Regions from separate parts of the Sus scrofa genome. Here region 1 is linked to region 2. The links are chromatin contacts, called in public Hi-C maps. All regions are on one chromosome and are shown on one strand. The core of a region is the stretch at or near the end of the contact, and the rest is flanking DNA. Distances in the headings are between cores, read along the strand shown. Region 1 overlaps LOC110259999 (a long non-coding RNA gene). Region 2 holds the start of LGALSL (galectin-related protein).

What was found. Hi-C and Micro-C count contacts between places; a contact is called where the count stands out from the background.
Region 1: a Hi-C map of embryonic fibroblasts shows a contact between it and region 2, with 1.9 times the contacts expected there. The contact joins the enhancer-like site here to the promoter of LGALSL in region 2. A contact is called at or near these places in 2 of 5 promoter capture datasets (fetal skeletal muscle and liver), 4 of 47 Hi-C or Micro-C datasets (embryonic fibroblasts, epiblast stem cells, liver and 1 more) and 1 of 2 datasets of contacts at active chromatin or transcription factors (skeletal muscle).

The regions. Positions count from the first base shown.
Region 1 is chr3:77,557,947-77,565,512 of Sscrofa11.1, reverse strand. The region is part of intron 1 of LOC110259999 (a long non-coding RNA gene); the gene reads left to right. Among named protein-coding and RNA genes, the nearest start is that of LGALSL, 82 kb to the right of the region's middle. Within about 2 kb of position 2,227, at least 6 of the 83 cell types and tissues checked have an H3K27ac peak or open chromatin away from gene starts, as enhancers often do. A contact at or near this core is called in embryonic fibroblasts, where this site is marked.
Region 2 is chr3:77,476,042-77,483,625 of Sscrofa11.1, reverse strand. LGALSL (galectin-related protein) reads left to right here and starts at 4,211. Exons shown (of 5, transcript XM_003481202.4): 1 at 4,211-4,716; 2 at 5,475-5,546; 3 at 5,684-5,772; 4 at 6,438-6,615. The coding sequence starts at 4,681.

The DNA.
Region 1 (7,566 bases), core at 978-3,477, 84 kb before region 2:
CTTAGAAATCTATACATAGAACTTCCATATGATCCCACAATCCCACTCTTGGGCATATATCCGGACAAAACTCTATTTAAAAGAGACACATGCACCCGCATGTTCATTGCAGCACTATTCACAATAGCCAGGACATGGAAACAACCCAAATGTCCATCGACAGATGATTGGATTCGGAAGAGGTGGTATATATACACAATGGAATACTACTCAGCCATAAAAAAGAATGACATCATGCCATTTGCAGCAACATGGATGGAACTAGAGACTCTCATACTGAGTGAAATGAGTCAGAAAGACAAAGACAAATACCATATGATATCACTTATAACTGGAATCTAATATCCAGCACAAATGAACATCTCCTCAAAAAAGAAAATCATGGACTTGGAGAATAGACTTGTGGCTGCCCGGTGGGAGAGGGAGGGAGTGGGAGGGATGGGAAGCTTGGGGTTATCAGATACAACTTAGAATAGATTTACAAGGAGATCCTGCTGAGTAGCATTGAGAACTATGTCTAGATACTCATATTGCAACAGAACAAAGGGTGGGGGAAAAAATGTATACATGTAAGAATAACTTGATCCCCATGCTGTACAGTGGGAAAAAAATTTAAAAAAATTAAAAAAATTTAATAGGATCAGTCAACAAGAAAAAATTTTAATGCCATACTTTAAAAAAGATAAAAATTAATGCAAAAAATCCATGATAGGCAATATATCAAAATTTCAAATAAAGATCAGTATGGGGCTGAGCCATATAGGAGCCTGAGGCAAAAGGGAAAATGTGTGTTCATGGCTTCAGTGAATGACAACCCATCAATCATATTTTCCAGATCTACTTCTTTGCTTCTCTCATTTTTAATTGACAAAATTATCATGTTTGACCATTTCTCCTAAGGGACAATTTTAAAGATTTTTTTAATTAATTAAGCAGAACTAAAATCATAATAAATTCTATTTGGATATAAATCAAGTATGCAAACTTAAAATAATGTTGTCTGTTTTAATATACCTGTTTTTCAATCTTTCAACATTTTTTTCAACTACTTTAACGTTCCATTAAAAAGTAATTAAAAAAATGCACGTGGGGTTGCACAGCTTTCCTTCCGCCTCAGATTCCAACATGGCCCTGCATGGCTCAGGTGGTGAGTAAAGCACATCCAATGGTCTCCAGTTGGAAATGGGGTGTGTTTGTGTTAAGCATGGGGGTTCTTGCTGATGGCTCCTCCCTTCAGTCTACCTCTCTGGGGTTGCCTTTCAGGATTAGGTTTGCAGGGAATCATCTCATCCCATTTCACACCTTTCTAGAGGCCATGAGATTACTGGGAACTAGGGATAACGTTATTCCACTCTTATTGTTTGACAAGTGAGTCTTTGACCTTTGGGGAGGGGATACCTGGAGTCCAAGGGCACATAGCACATCCTTGATACAGAACCTATTACTAGTAATTTTGTATACCAGGCACCTTTAAGAAACACCATTGGAAGTTCTTGGGTAGAAGAAGCTGAGATAATGACTTTTTTTCTTATTTTTTGTTTAAAATATATGTGTGTGTAGTGGTTCAAAATTCAAAAAGATATAAAAAGGTAAACATTGAGAAGCCTTTCTCCCACCCTGTTCCATACTCCCCTCCCCCTCACATACAAATAGGCAGTGACTTTTAGTGTTTTCTTGGCAATTGAGGCTTCTTTTAAAATAGTATGAAAATGAGTTTATGAGTTAGACTGAGACCCACCCAACTCCTTCTGGACAGGACTATCTAGCTTGTGCAGAGTGCTGAACAAAGTTGTCATATTTTGTGTGTGTGGTTGACACTGGCAGCATGGAGCCAGCATTGTGCTCGGGTGCCACCAGAGCCCACAGGCACCTGGGCCTCTCTCCCAGACTGACATAATGTCTAGTGTTGGTGCTACCGGATACCCCACAGCCAGGCCAACAAGGAATAGGTCTGAGGCCATCAGCATGGCTGGCATCTTGGTCTAATAATAACCTCCAAAGAAAAGGGTATCAGTGCTTCCTAGAAACACATGAGAGAGTTTGTAATGTGTCCCCATTCAGCTGCAAGCAAGCTTCTGCATACTCGGGATTACACGCATCCTCGCAATCGGAATGACATCCCAAACCACAAAACCAACTCTTTGTTTTTGTGGTCACCATGTACCCTTAAGATAACAGTTACTCCCAAAGCAACTGATTTCTCTTGCTCTCTTGGTTATGGTTGAGGAGGTCATGAGTTGCAGGGAGTGGGAGAGAGGAGCAGCCATAGAGCCAGGCTCCCACAGGGGCCTGCACTGGAGTGTAAGCAGAAGCCAGGCTGGGAGAAATCTCAATACCAACTGGAAAGAAACGCTGACTGAACCACCAGGGCACATTAGCTTTACACTGTGCCAAAGGCGTCTTCTCCTCACGCCTCTTTCGGCCATATCCCTACTCACTACTTTTCTCTGTAAAGTTGTTTCCCACTGAGTCACCCTCTAAGGCTTGCTGGCAAACTCTCACCTGCTTTTGGCTTTCAGCCCAGGGGCCCCTCCCAGACTTCTCCACTCATTCCCACCCTTCACAAGGTCTTGGAAACTTTGTTGAAAGCTTGAGTGTGTGAACTGCCAGGTACCACAGTACATCCTGAGCAGAGTGGATGAGGAAAACAGACTGGACCCCCTTGCCCTCCCTGGGTCCTCTAATTCGAATTTAGGAGGACATGAAGACTACGGGGTAAAGAAAAAGTGAACAGTTTGTGGTTCCACCCTAGGGCAACATTACCTAGCTTAGAGCAGATGCATTTTTTGGTTCAGTTCAACTAGCATTAATTGATGCATTCAAGAAAGTGACGATTACCGTGGAGGTAAATTTAAGAGTAAGAATCCTCTGTTGGTGGGGAGGGGTAATGAGTGGTAGCCAGTGTTCAGAGAACAGGAAATGACTAGAGAACTCTGGGAAGACAGACTGTGAAATTATGGCAAGGATCAGATGCCTAAATGCTGAAGGAAATCCATGTGAAGGACAGGGAAGCTGCAGGTTGGGTTCTGAAGGGAGGTTACTTGATGAAGCAAGACCTCAAGCACTTTCCCTAAACCCCAGACCCATGCAAGCCTCTCCCTTCCTCCATTTGTGCAATGCATATCTGTACCGACTTCACCATGGGTGCTCGAGAATCAACTCAAGGAATATTTTTTTCTGCATATATTTTTCTATCTCCTTGGATATCTTTCTCCATTTTTAGAAGAAACATAAGGTTTTAAAAATCCACGTTTTATCTGAAAGACTGATTTCATCCTCACTAGTCCATTTCCTGAGATATAACATATCTCAAGATGTATCTCATGTGCTAGGTCCAAGGAACACTTTGACACGTGTTCATAAATGATCATCAATATGTGCATTCTCAAGGGCTGCTGGGTATTCTTCTGTCAGTTTGTGGGGTAAAGAGTAGAGCAGTATCTCACAAAGTTAGACAAAAACCAAGTACTTAGGCTTTCTAGACTATGACACCTGTGGGTTCTAAAACTATGATTTTGAGGTCACACTGATGGAATTTTCCTTTGTACTCTGACTGCTGTCTGAAAATATTTATTTTCATCATATGGATTAAAGAGAGCTTCTATTTCTATAACTTAATCAGTTTGACCTAGATAGTGGTAAATAGCTCATGCTTCACCCATACCCTTCTAATATAATACAGCACAACCAAACATGCCTTTTGAAATTCTGATTAGCTCAGGGCAGGGGGGGAATGACTTACCTTACATTCCACCTGCTGTTAAAGGAGATTTCTCCTAGGTTCACCCCATAAACACAAACCACCGGGGGGGAAAAGAATCAAGAACTATTTTCTCTAAGACAAATACCATATGATATGACTCGTATGTGGAACCTAAAATATGGCACAAATGAACCTATCTACAAAACAAAAACAGACTCACGGACATAGAGAACAGACTTGTGGTTGCCAAGGGGGAGGAGGGGAGTGGGATGGATGGGGAATTGGGAGTTAGTAGATGCAAACTATTATATTTAGAATGGATAAGCAATGAAGTCCTGCTGTACAACACAGGGAACTATATCCAGTCTCTTGGGATAGACCATAATGGAAGATAATACGAGAAAAAGAATATATGTGTGTGTGTGTGTGTGTGTGTGTGTGTATGACTGGGTCACTTTGCTGTACAGCAGAAATTGGCACAACACTGTAAATCAACTATACTGTAATAGAAAGAAAGAGAGAGAGAGAAACATACAGAGATAGATAGACAGACAGACAAATGAGAAGTATTTTCTCTCACGGCAAAGTGGAATAAACTTGAACTTCCTTCCTTCACATGTGAACTGTTAGAGATCTCTCATCTTACCAAATACCAGTTCCTCCCTCCTATGGGCTGATCCCTGCCATCTTCCCAAGGACTTCACTCCTCTGGGAACCCCTTTCTCTGCTGCCTTGATAACTCTCTCCTGAATCATTCTCATTTGCAAAGAAAATAAACATGAAACACTTCCCTTCTTTCATATCCCCCAGCTACAACCCCACCTCCCTGTTGCCTATCATACCCAAATTTCTAGAATAACTTCTCTGCCCACTGCCAAAGCCTCTGCCTTCATGGCACCACTGAAATGACCCATCACGGCCCCCAGTGACTGCCCTGATACCCAGGTCCAATGGGTGTGTTTTTGTCCTAATCTTTTTTGACCTGACTGTCCCCTCCTCCTGGACCCTAGCTTGGCTTCTACGTGCTGGTTTCCTTCTTCCCTCTCTGCCTTCATCTGCTTAGTTTGCTACATCCAACTTCGAACATGGGGGCAACTGAAGGGTTTGATCTCAGCCTCCATCCTCCTCTATCTATATCCTCCCTGGGTCATCTCATCAGCTCAGGGACTGAAATTCCCTCTTTAGGCTGTTGACTCCCAAATTTCTCTCACCAACCCAAGACTGGCTCACAGAACTACCTGTCCAAGTGGCTTATCTCTGGTCAGTGTCTCATGGATGTCCCACATCCAACCAATTCAAAATAAGGGCCGATATGAGCATTTGAGAACTAAGGGAATTTTACTGATGATGCCTGGTGCTAAAATTTGTGTGTGTGTGTGTGTGTAAAGTGTGGCTAGAGTTCTATTCCCACTCAACATGTGTACAGTATCCTGATAGGGCTTATTTCTATTGCACCATTTGGCCTTTCCCTACTAATTCCATGATTTATTTTCTTCTTCCTCTTTTTATTTTTTTAATTTTTTTTTTTCTTTTTGTGGCCATACCTATGGCATATGGAAGTTCCCAGACGAGAGGTTAAATCAGAGCTGCGGGCCACACCACAGCCACAGCAATGCAAGATCTGAGCTGCCTCTGCAACCTACATTGCAGCTTGCAACAACCTGGATCCTTAACCCACTGAGTGAGGCCAGGGATTGAACTCACATCCCCCCAGACACTAGGTAGGGTTCTTAACCTACTGAGCCACAATGGGAACTCCTAATTCTATGATATTTTTTAATCATGACCCCTATACCCCAACACCAACAAAAGTCCACATCCCACATATTTCTTGGAATTTTGGGAAATGTTCTATAAACTATGATTGCCTTGCAGGTACCACAGGGCCAGGCCATACCCTTTGAGGTGGTATTGGAAAGACAGTTTCCTCTGAAGGAAAAAGATGTTCTTACTGCCGTTCAATCCCAGAAGAGTTGGTTCTGGGCCTTAGATGTAAGTGAGGGAAACCATAATCTCTCTGGGTTCACGGCCTGGGGATACTGAACATGCTAGTAGTGGGCAGGTTTCTGAGTTACACAAATATAAAACAACATTTGAAAGTTTTTTGTGTGTCAATGTACTCACTAGTCCATCTCCCAGCCTGGCTGTCCCCTAAGGTCCTAATTTATCAACCATGAAGCTTCCTATTAAGGGGGATTCTCTGGAGCAAGACCACACAAGAGGGGCTGGCCCGTGGTTCTCCATCCTGCTACACCGGGATTACTGGGGGAGCTTTAAAAACTGCTGATGGCTGGGACCTTCCCCAGAGATTCTGATTTACATGCTGTGTGTGTGGCCTGATTCTCAGTTTCCCAGGGGATTTGATGCACAGCCAAAGTTGAGAGCTCAGCTATGGGCCACCCTGGCATTAGCTTCACAGGATGATTTCTAGCAGTAGGATTTCAGCTCGGGAGAGCCTCGGACTTGCATCTATCACATGACACCTTCTGTAATGTTCAGTGTAGATTTCTCTTTCCTAATACACTGAGTTCTTTGAGGACTGGGGCTGTGCCGCTGCACTGCTTCTCTATGTCCAATACACCATGGAGCTCAATAAACTTTAGCTCAATGCACAGAGGCATGCCTCAAGCAAGGTAAAATAGGTGGTTGTCCCCAAACCCCATGCCCTGGCATTCACCTTTAGAGCCCCCACACCCTCAGCTGCACATTGGATGTCAACCTTGCGTCACAATACATTCCAAACTTGGGTCCCCCATGTTCCCATGCCAGGCACTCTAGGTGGAATTGTCCTCCGTGCTTACACTGTTCTGCTGCTATCTCCTCCACAGGTCAGGGAAACTCACCACCATAGGTTAGTTTCCTATTTTCTATGGCTGAGGACGGTTAGCCCAGAAGGTCTCATCAGCCACTCCAAGCCCACTTTTCCACTGGCCCAGGAATATGTTTCCCTGAACGCTGGAAGGCCTGGAACAGAATGGGTGGTTCTTTGAAAGCTCCTGGAGGCTGTGGGAGCAAGTGTCCATGAGGGATGGTTTCTCTTTGGGATGTGTCACTAGTTTGACACTGTCACCTGTCATTCTCTGAGTCTCAAGAAGACGTCATATAGCTCAGGACTCTGGGCTGGGCGTGGTGGGTGGTGGTGCTGGCATTGTTTGCATTTGAATTGGAGCAGCTCTGTTTCTTGAGACTGAGTGCTTCAGAATGGGACGTCTTAATCCAAGGCTGATAGATTGATTTTAGGGAGGAGGTTCCAGGACTCTCTAAAATTGTATGCAGGATATTCCATCTGATGCATTAAGCACATTTCTCTAAAGAGGGAACCCCCCAGTTTTCTTCATATCTTTGAAATTGTCCATGAAACTGCAAAAGTTTTGGACCATTGACCTCCCACTGTCTCCCCACGGTTTTAACTTTCCTCTGTTTCTAGAAGGCCTTGAGAGGGTGAGTTGTAACATCATTCTAGCACAAGATATGGAATGAGATTGTCCAGGTTTGACCAGCCTCTATAGACACAGAAAAAGACTATAGGTTATTTGGTTTTCTGAGAACTTGGAAGACAAAGGAGTGTATTAGTGCCATCTATCCTCCTCCATTTTGAACGCTGATTTGTGTGTGTATGTGTGTGTGTGTGAGACAGTGTGTGTGTGTGAAAAGTTGAGAGAAAGTGTGAGAGTGTGTGAAAGCATGTGAGTATGTGTGTATGAGTGTGAGAGAGTTGCTAAAGTGTGTGAGTTGTGAAAGCATGTGAGTGTGTGAGAGAATATGTGTGTGTGAGAATGTGTGAGAAAGAATGGTGTGTCAGTATATGTGAATGTGTGTGAGTGTGTATTAGAAAATATGTGTGTGACTGCGAGAGAGTATTT
Region 2 (7,584 bases), core at 2,962-5,461:
ATATCCTCTCCTTGGATGGATCCCTTAATCATTAAATAGTGTCCTTCTTTGTCTTTCTTTATGTCTTTTGTTTTAAAGTCTATTTTGTCTGATATCAGTACTAAAGCACCTTTTAGATAACTGGTTCTCAATTGGAGCCAAGTTTGCTCCACCTCACTCAGGGACATTTGACATCTGTCAATGTCTGAGGACATTTTTGGTTGTCGCCACTTGTGGACAGGGGGCAGAGTGTGCCACTGGTATCTAGCACTCAACATCCTATAAGCACAGGACAACCCCCACCACAAAGAATTTCTCAACCTAAAATGTTAATAGTACTGAGGGTGAGAAACCCTGCTCCTGCCAATGAGGATAATACACAAAAAAACAAGAGGTCTGAAGCTCAAAGTCAGGCCTAGGGGATCAGGGTTCCCAGTCACAGTTCAAGGGAAGAAGGCACATGTCCATTCGGACCAGGGCAGGAGACAAAACCAGCCTCTCTCTGGGAATAAGGGTGCAGCTCGTGGTTGACCAGACTGAGAAGTAGGTTTAGAATTCGGGCCATGAATAGAGCCACCATGCAGTCTTTGCAGACTTGCTTTGATGAGACTGCAGAAGGTGCTGCCGGGCATGTGGTCAGAGATATACCAGCTCCTCCAGAAAGCTGCCTTAATCCTCCAAATGGGAGTGACTCTCCCCACTCAGTGCTCAGGCTGTGGGTCTGAGGCCTTTATTATTTCACCCACTATATTACACTGGCCCCCAGAGTGAGCTGTGAGCTCCTGCAGAACAAGATCCGCGTATCCATAAACACCTTTTCTTGGGCTGTGATATCACAGCACCTAGCAATGCTCATAAAATGGTGGCTGAATTGACGTCAGTACTGTATTCTCCCCCAGAAATTCTGCAGGCCTACATTTGAATAAAACATATCGAATGGGAAGGAAAGAAGGAAGTGATCTATTTTCATCTGGGAAGATCATTTAGCAAAGTCTATCTTCAAAAACCTGTGTATAAGTCTTTTTCAATGCTAATCACCTGTTTGACTGCCTTCCCCACCTTCTTTAGCCTTTTTAGTAGTTTCCAGCAATAATGCAGTTCACTGTGGCATTTCATAAAAGGGTCACAATCTTCATTAATCTTTTTTAGACACAAATGCCTATAATCAAAGCTCAGAGCAAAGTTTCCCTGTCTTTCTCTGTTCAACATCAAAAAATTTTTAAACTAATTCATTAATTTGTTAATGAACTTTCCCCTATAAGGAGTAGTTCAGCTCTGCTCAGTTTTTATTATAACAAAAAATTCATTTAGCCTTTCTCCTTGCTCTCCATGTTCAAAAGGAAGCATTCTATAGAATGACTGATAAAGAATCAAGTATTTTTGTAATAAAAGGCAATTTTCCATGTTAAAATATTCTGGGCAGATTCAGGACCTTCCTGTTCTTTACATCCTTTAAAATGTAAAAAATGTAAGAACTCATCTCAAGCAATCCAAATATCTTCAACTCCACTTACAAAGTAATCCAAAGGGTTATTCTTCACCCTAAAAAAACACTTATTGAAAGATTCAACCCAAGATTATTTTCATTCAGCAGCATCTACTCTCAAACCCATTTAAATTTAGACGGTATTTATACAGCTTTTCAGGAAACATAAGAACATTCTAAGAGCTAAGGAGGAATGATGAATGCGTCCAAACCCTTAATTTTGGAAACTGAGGCTTAGAAGTTGATATGAACTCTCACAACTGCATAACAACAACAGCTAAGGCTTATCAAGGGCTCAGGGCTTCTCACATCTTCATCACTTCCACTGTGTCTAAGCCACCATTATACCCTGCTTGGATTGGGGCAGGGACCTCCCAAGTCCTGCTTTTACCCTCCCTCCTACACTCTTCCCCCACCACAGAGACCACTCCCCACAGCAGCCAGAGGGATGCATCCACAACAGAAGGCAAACCCCTTTGCCCAGAAACTTCCAACGTCTGCCCACCTCTCCCAAGAAGTCAATCTTCACACAGTCTACATAGCCTATTCCATTCCTAGTTACTTATCACTTCTGTCCCACACCCCATCTGCACCCAACACTTTCTTCCCATACCTCATCCTGGGCACTTTGCCCTTGCAATTCCCTCTGCCAGCAGTCTTCTCCCAGGCTTCTGAATGCCTCCCTCCTTCCAGGGATCCTCAAACTCTACCACAGTTGGCTTCCCTGATCACACTGCAAACAGCATTACCTTACCTCCTACCTCTCTCCCACCTTACTTACTTTACTATTTTTTTTCTAACACTTTTAAGCCTGACATATTATATATTTATTGATTGGTTGCCTTTCCCCACTAGAGTGCAAGATCAGTTGTTTAAACGTCCCCACTGGGAGTTCCCGTCATGGCTCAAGCGGTTAGCAAAACCGACTAGCATCCATGAGGGCGCAGGTGTAACCCCTGGCCTTGTTCAGTGGGTTGGGGTTCCGGCGTTGCCATGAGCTGTGGTGTAGGTCACAGACGCAGCTCGGATCCCGAGTTGCTGTGGCTGTGGCATAGGCCAGCAGCTTCAGCTCCAATTGGACCCCTAGCCTGGAAACCTCCATATGCCACATGGGTACGGTCCAAAAAAGGCAAAAAACATAAAAATAAAAATAAAAGTCCCCACTGGATTCCCCAGTGCCTAGTACGTGGCAGGCCCTTGGGACATTTGTAGAATAAGTGCTTACTATGTGCCTGGTACAACTCTAAGGAAAGCACAGGAACCAATCTATCTAATTTTCCCAATAACACGAGATAGGCACTATGGTCATCATTGCTGTCATCTCTGGTTCACAGATGAAGAAACTGAGGCACAGAGAGGTTTAGGAACTTGTCCAAGATCACTCAGCTAGTCAATGGTAGAGCCAGGATTTAAACCAAGGGCACAGACTCTTTAACTACCATGATGTATTGTGTCACTCTTAGCTTAGCTAATGACAAAAAACTACTTCAATGGGTTTTTCCTATACTAAGCTCTCAGAAATTGAGACATATCAAAGTGTGCTTTCAAAATGTCAACTGTTTCCTGTGACTGCCTAATATTTTAAAATAATCAATAAAGTGTGATTTTTGAGCTAAGACTGGGTAAACAAGAGCAAAAGTGTGAGCCATTAACAATGCCGCCCTTCAGCCTCAAATTCAGCACACACAAAAGATATGTCTGTAGCTTACAGGCGTGTGCAGGTAATTCTCTGTACTCCACTGAGATTATCATGATTAGCTCTGGTCCATAAAAGGAAAGCTAAGACACAAAAGCCTCAGTGATGTCCTAGGCCAAACATTCAGCAACGTGGCAAGAAGGGAGCCTCTGAGGGCCCCTCTGGAATTGCAGTAAGGTCACACATGCTCCCTGCTTATTAGTATAAATCACCCGAGTGATTCACACAGTGGAATGTTTAAGCCAAGATGTCATCTAATAAAGGGTATGTTGATACAGCTTTATCTGAGTAGTTACATAATCATCCTAATTTGGAAACCATAAAGGAATTTGTGCCTTGGAATAAAGAGGGGTGTACCCCCTGAGAAGTGCTCCACAAAGTATATCAGGAGATTTTCAGTGACAAATTTACTCCCTATACTGAGCAGGTGACTTGTTAATAAAACCAAGAAAACAACAACAACAAAACGGTCTAATGGAGGCTTTCTGAGGGCAGTCACTCTGACGGATTCAACTTGTTAAGACTAGCCAGACCCCTGCATGAGAGAGCTTCCAGGTAGCCCCAGACTTGCCCATTCTTCCATGGGGGCGGGGCGGGGGGTGGAGTCTTCTGTACCTAATCTTCTGTAATATAAAAGTCCCACTTGTGAATTCTCTCTACCTCTTGCTTTTAGGTCAAATATTTATTTTTGCAAAGCTCAGAGACCTTTCATTATCTTTCTACCCCAGAAAGCCCAATGAATCTTTCCTCGTACTTTGTGGGAATTCTCTGAAAGAAATCTTGAGCTCTGGAATACCATCTGCACTCCCAATCTTCTGCTGACCTCGGTCTCCACAGTCCCACCTGCTCCGAGACGTGGCCGGAGAAGGATGGAGCGGAGGGGCGGGATGTCACAAGCACCTGTCACCTGGCAGGCTCAGGCCTTCACTTCCCCGTGCCCCAGCCCCACCCACCCTGCCGAGGGAGAGGGCCGACCGGGCGGCCGCCCGTACTCACGCCCCGAGCCCGACAGGCCCGTCCCTCCCGCCCCAGCCTCCTGCCACTGTCCAATGGCCGAGGGGTAGGGCAAGCTGAGCAAGCCGCAGCAGCCCAGCCGGGTCCCCGCCCTGTTCCCGGTTCCCAAGCCGGGCCTCGGCGGCCTTTAAATGCTGCCCAGGGCCGGCAAGGCGCGGCCCTCGCCACCTTTTTCCTCAACCGGCGGCAGCAGCACCCTGAAGAAGCCAGCAGCCTCGACTCGGCAGCGCTGTCCGGACGCCGGCGGCTGCGGCCACCTCAGACCTGCCGGCCCGCGGCACCTCCCCCGCCTCCTCCCCTTCTCCCCGGCCCCACCGGCCGGGTCGGCGCCGGGGCCCCTGGTGCGCGCGCGCGCGTGCCCGCGTGTGTGCGCGCGCCTGAGCCAGCCTCGGACCCGCGTTCCCGCCCGGTGCAGGACCGCCCCGGGATCCCCGCCCGCGCGCTGCGTCCCACGTCCCCTGCCGCCGGGCCGCCAGCCGTGCTCCCCGCCGCGCTGCGCGAGAAGATGGCGGGGTCGGTGGCCGACAGCGATGCTGTGGTGGTGAGTGCGCCCCCCTCCAGCGGCCCGCACGGCCAGGCCGCCGGCTCCCGCCGAGCCGAGGCCCTGCCCCGCGCCCCCCGCGTGGAAAGGCGCCCCAGTACCTGGTAGCGGGAGCGGGCTGTGCGCGGTGTGCGGCCGGAGGGGTAGCCCGGTCGAAGGGCCCTGGCTGAGGGGAGATGTGTGGGGGCGGCCCGCGGGATAGGGGTGACCGCCATACCCCTTTGCGCCGTGCAGCCGCCGGCCAGGTGTGTGCACGTTGCACGTGTGAGTGTGCGCCTGTGTGATTGTGTCCGGGACGTGCGCCCCGCGTCCGCCGCCGACGTCCCGGGGATTCCCCCTTGGAAATGGGTCCGCGCCGAGGGCTCGCGAGAGAAGTTGAGCGCGGCCACTGCACTCCAGCCACGTCCCGGAGGACAGGCCTGGGCGACCGCTTTTCTAGGGGCGTTTGCTGTTGGAGAGGGACCTGCCTTGTTCCGGCGCCGGGCACTGGCTCCCCAGTGGGCCTCGACCTTGATTTTGATCTAGATTGGAAGGGTCTGGGGATCGTCAGAGGCTTAGCTACCTGGTGGAAAGGACGGGTTTTGTTCTGGGGGGTTATGCGGTTTTTCAGTGGACTGTGAGGTGGCAGCATCTGCAGATACTGCCTGCTTTCTGTGCAGGGCTGCTGGATTCCGCCGGATTTGTGTAGGTTCTTCCCCGCCCCCCAACCCCCTCCCCAAAGGCCTTTAGAAAGCCAATCTGTTTGCTTCTATTTTTAGAAACTAGACGATGGGCATTTAAACAACTCCTTGGGCTCTCCAGTTCAAGCCGACGTGTACTTCCCACGATTGGTAAATGATTTTGTTCTGCGCTCTGTGTCTGCCTGCCTGTACCCTCTTCTTTCTAACTGCGTTTTCTAATGGGTCAGGTCCTCAGAATCTGAGGGCTTGGCTCTTCCCTAACAGGCTGTAAACTTTCTCCTTTGCAGATCGTGCCATTTTGTGGGCACATTAAAGGTGGCATGAGACCAGGCAAGAAGGTGTTAGTGATGGGCATCGTAGACCTCAACCCGGAGAGGTAAGACAAGTTCTTGTCACCTAGATCTATCAGAGGGTCACCAGGTCTTACCCATTCCTGTTGTGGTTTACTCTGTCTCCTCTTCTTCCCCTTGCGGCCAGTGTTGCTAGTTGGAAGTGCCAAGAAAGTGCTATGTTCCCATGAAAAGAATGTGTATGAATCCCAGCCATCATTTCTCTAGACAGCTATTTATATCAGAGATTATAAATATAGGCCCACATCATTTTCTCTTTGACCCTTAGAGAGCCCGAAGGATTTTTTTTTTTTTTTTTTTTTACATTTTTTAAAGGATGGTGTTTGGAGTAAGAACTATCAATATAAATGAGAACCAAACTTTACAAGATAGTATTTCCCCTGGTCAGGTTATTGGGCTCAATTTGAGACTTTGAAATGGATTAAGACACAGATGTGTGGGTTTGGGGTATCTGAAATGTCTACAGTTAATTATTTTCATCTTCAGGGAAGTTTTCACCAGGGCCTCTGCTAGGTAACAAAATAAACCAGTTTGTTGTAATCCTACTGCTCCATAGTCTAACCTCCCATGTGAAGAGTAGTGGCCCATTAAAAGCTGACAAATCCAGAGAAGAAGAAAGGATTGGGAGCCTAGGTCTTTGTTAAATGTCTTTCTATTCAACCATGAATAAATGAGATGATTTTCTTTCCAGCTTTGCCATCAGCTTGACCTGTGGTGACTCGGAAGATCCTCCCGCCGATGTGGCAATTGAACTTAAAGCTGTGTTCACAGACCGACAGCTGCTCAGAAATTCTTGTATATCTGGGGAAAGAGGTGAAGAGCAGTCAGCCATCCCCTACTTCCCATTCATCCCAGACCAGCCATTCAGGGTGAGTACCTCGAGTGCTTCAGCTCCAGCCTTTGGCAGGATGGTGATGTTCTCATCTAGGGTCTGCCAAGAATGCTTTAAACAGCCAGAATTTTTTGTGTGTCCAGGATATTTGTCACCTGATAATGAAAAAAAGAAAAGCAATCAATAGAGTGCTGGTTGCCAATACAAATTAAAAATTAATAGTAGACCTTGGCCCTATTTAGCCAATACATGTAAATAAACCCATATTTTCATGTCTTGATTGCTAAGAATAAATACTTTTCTATGTACTATTCATCATAGCACTAGGCATATAATAGATACCTGCCCTGAAATACCTGTTTGATTAATAAATATTTTTAAGTATTTAGAGTTTTTCTCATTTTTTCTTAACCTTTTAAGTAGCACCAAACCATATCAGTTACATCTTTTTAAGAATATAGTGATTATCATTTTATTTTCTCTTCTTCCTTTTGCTAATGAGGACTGGCCCTGTCTTCGTTTCCCACTTTGGGTTAAGTGGTCTCAGTGTATTTCTTTGTCACAGACTGTGTGGCAGACACATTCCCTCCTTTGGGCCTCGATGAGTATAGATTTGGTCCCCTCTATCATGCAGGAAGTGCAGCCCAAACTTCCATCCCAATCAAGCAGCAGTAGCAGCACCTTCCTCTATAGAGGACAAGGCCAAGTAAGAGATGCAAATCAGTAACATGTTAGGAAAAAATTTACTGACATGTCAGACCTGGTAATGAAGTGTCTGCATTACACCTTCTTAATACACATCATAATAATGACACTCATTTAAAAGTTCCATCAACACTGGATCCTTAACCTGCTGTGCTATAAGAGAACTCCATGTGACAGTTTCTTATTGGTGAATTTTAATGCACAGCTCATGAGTATGAGTAGCTAGAGCTTCTGCCAAGAGAAATAATGCTCCAACAACAAAACTGAAATGAAATCAGCCCTTCTTGGTGATATAATTTTA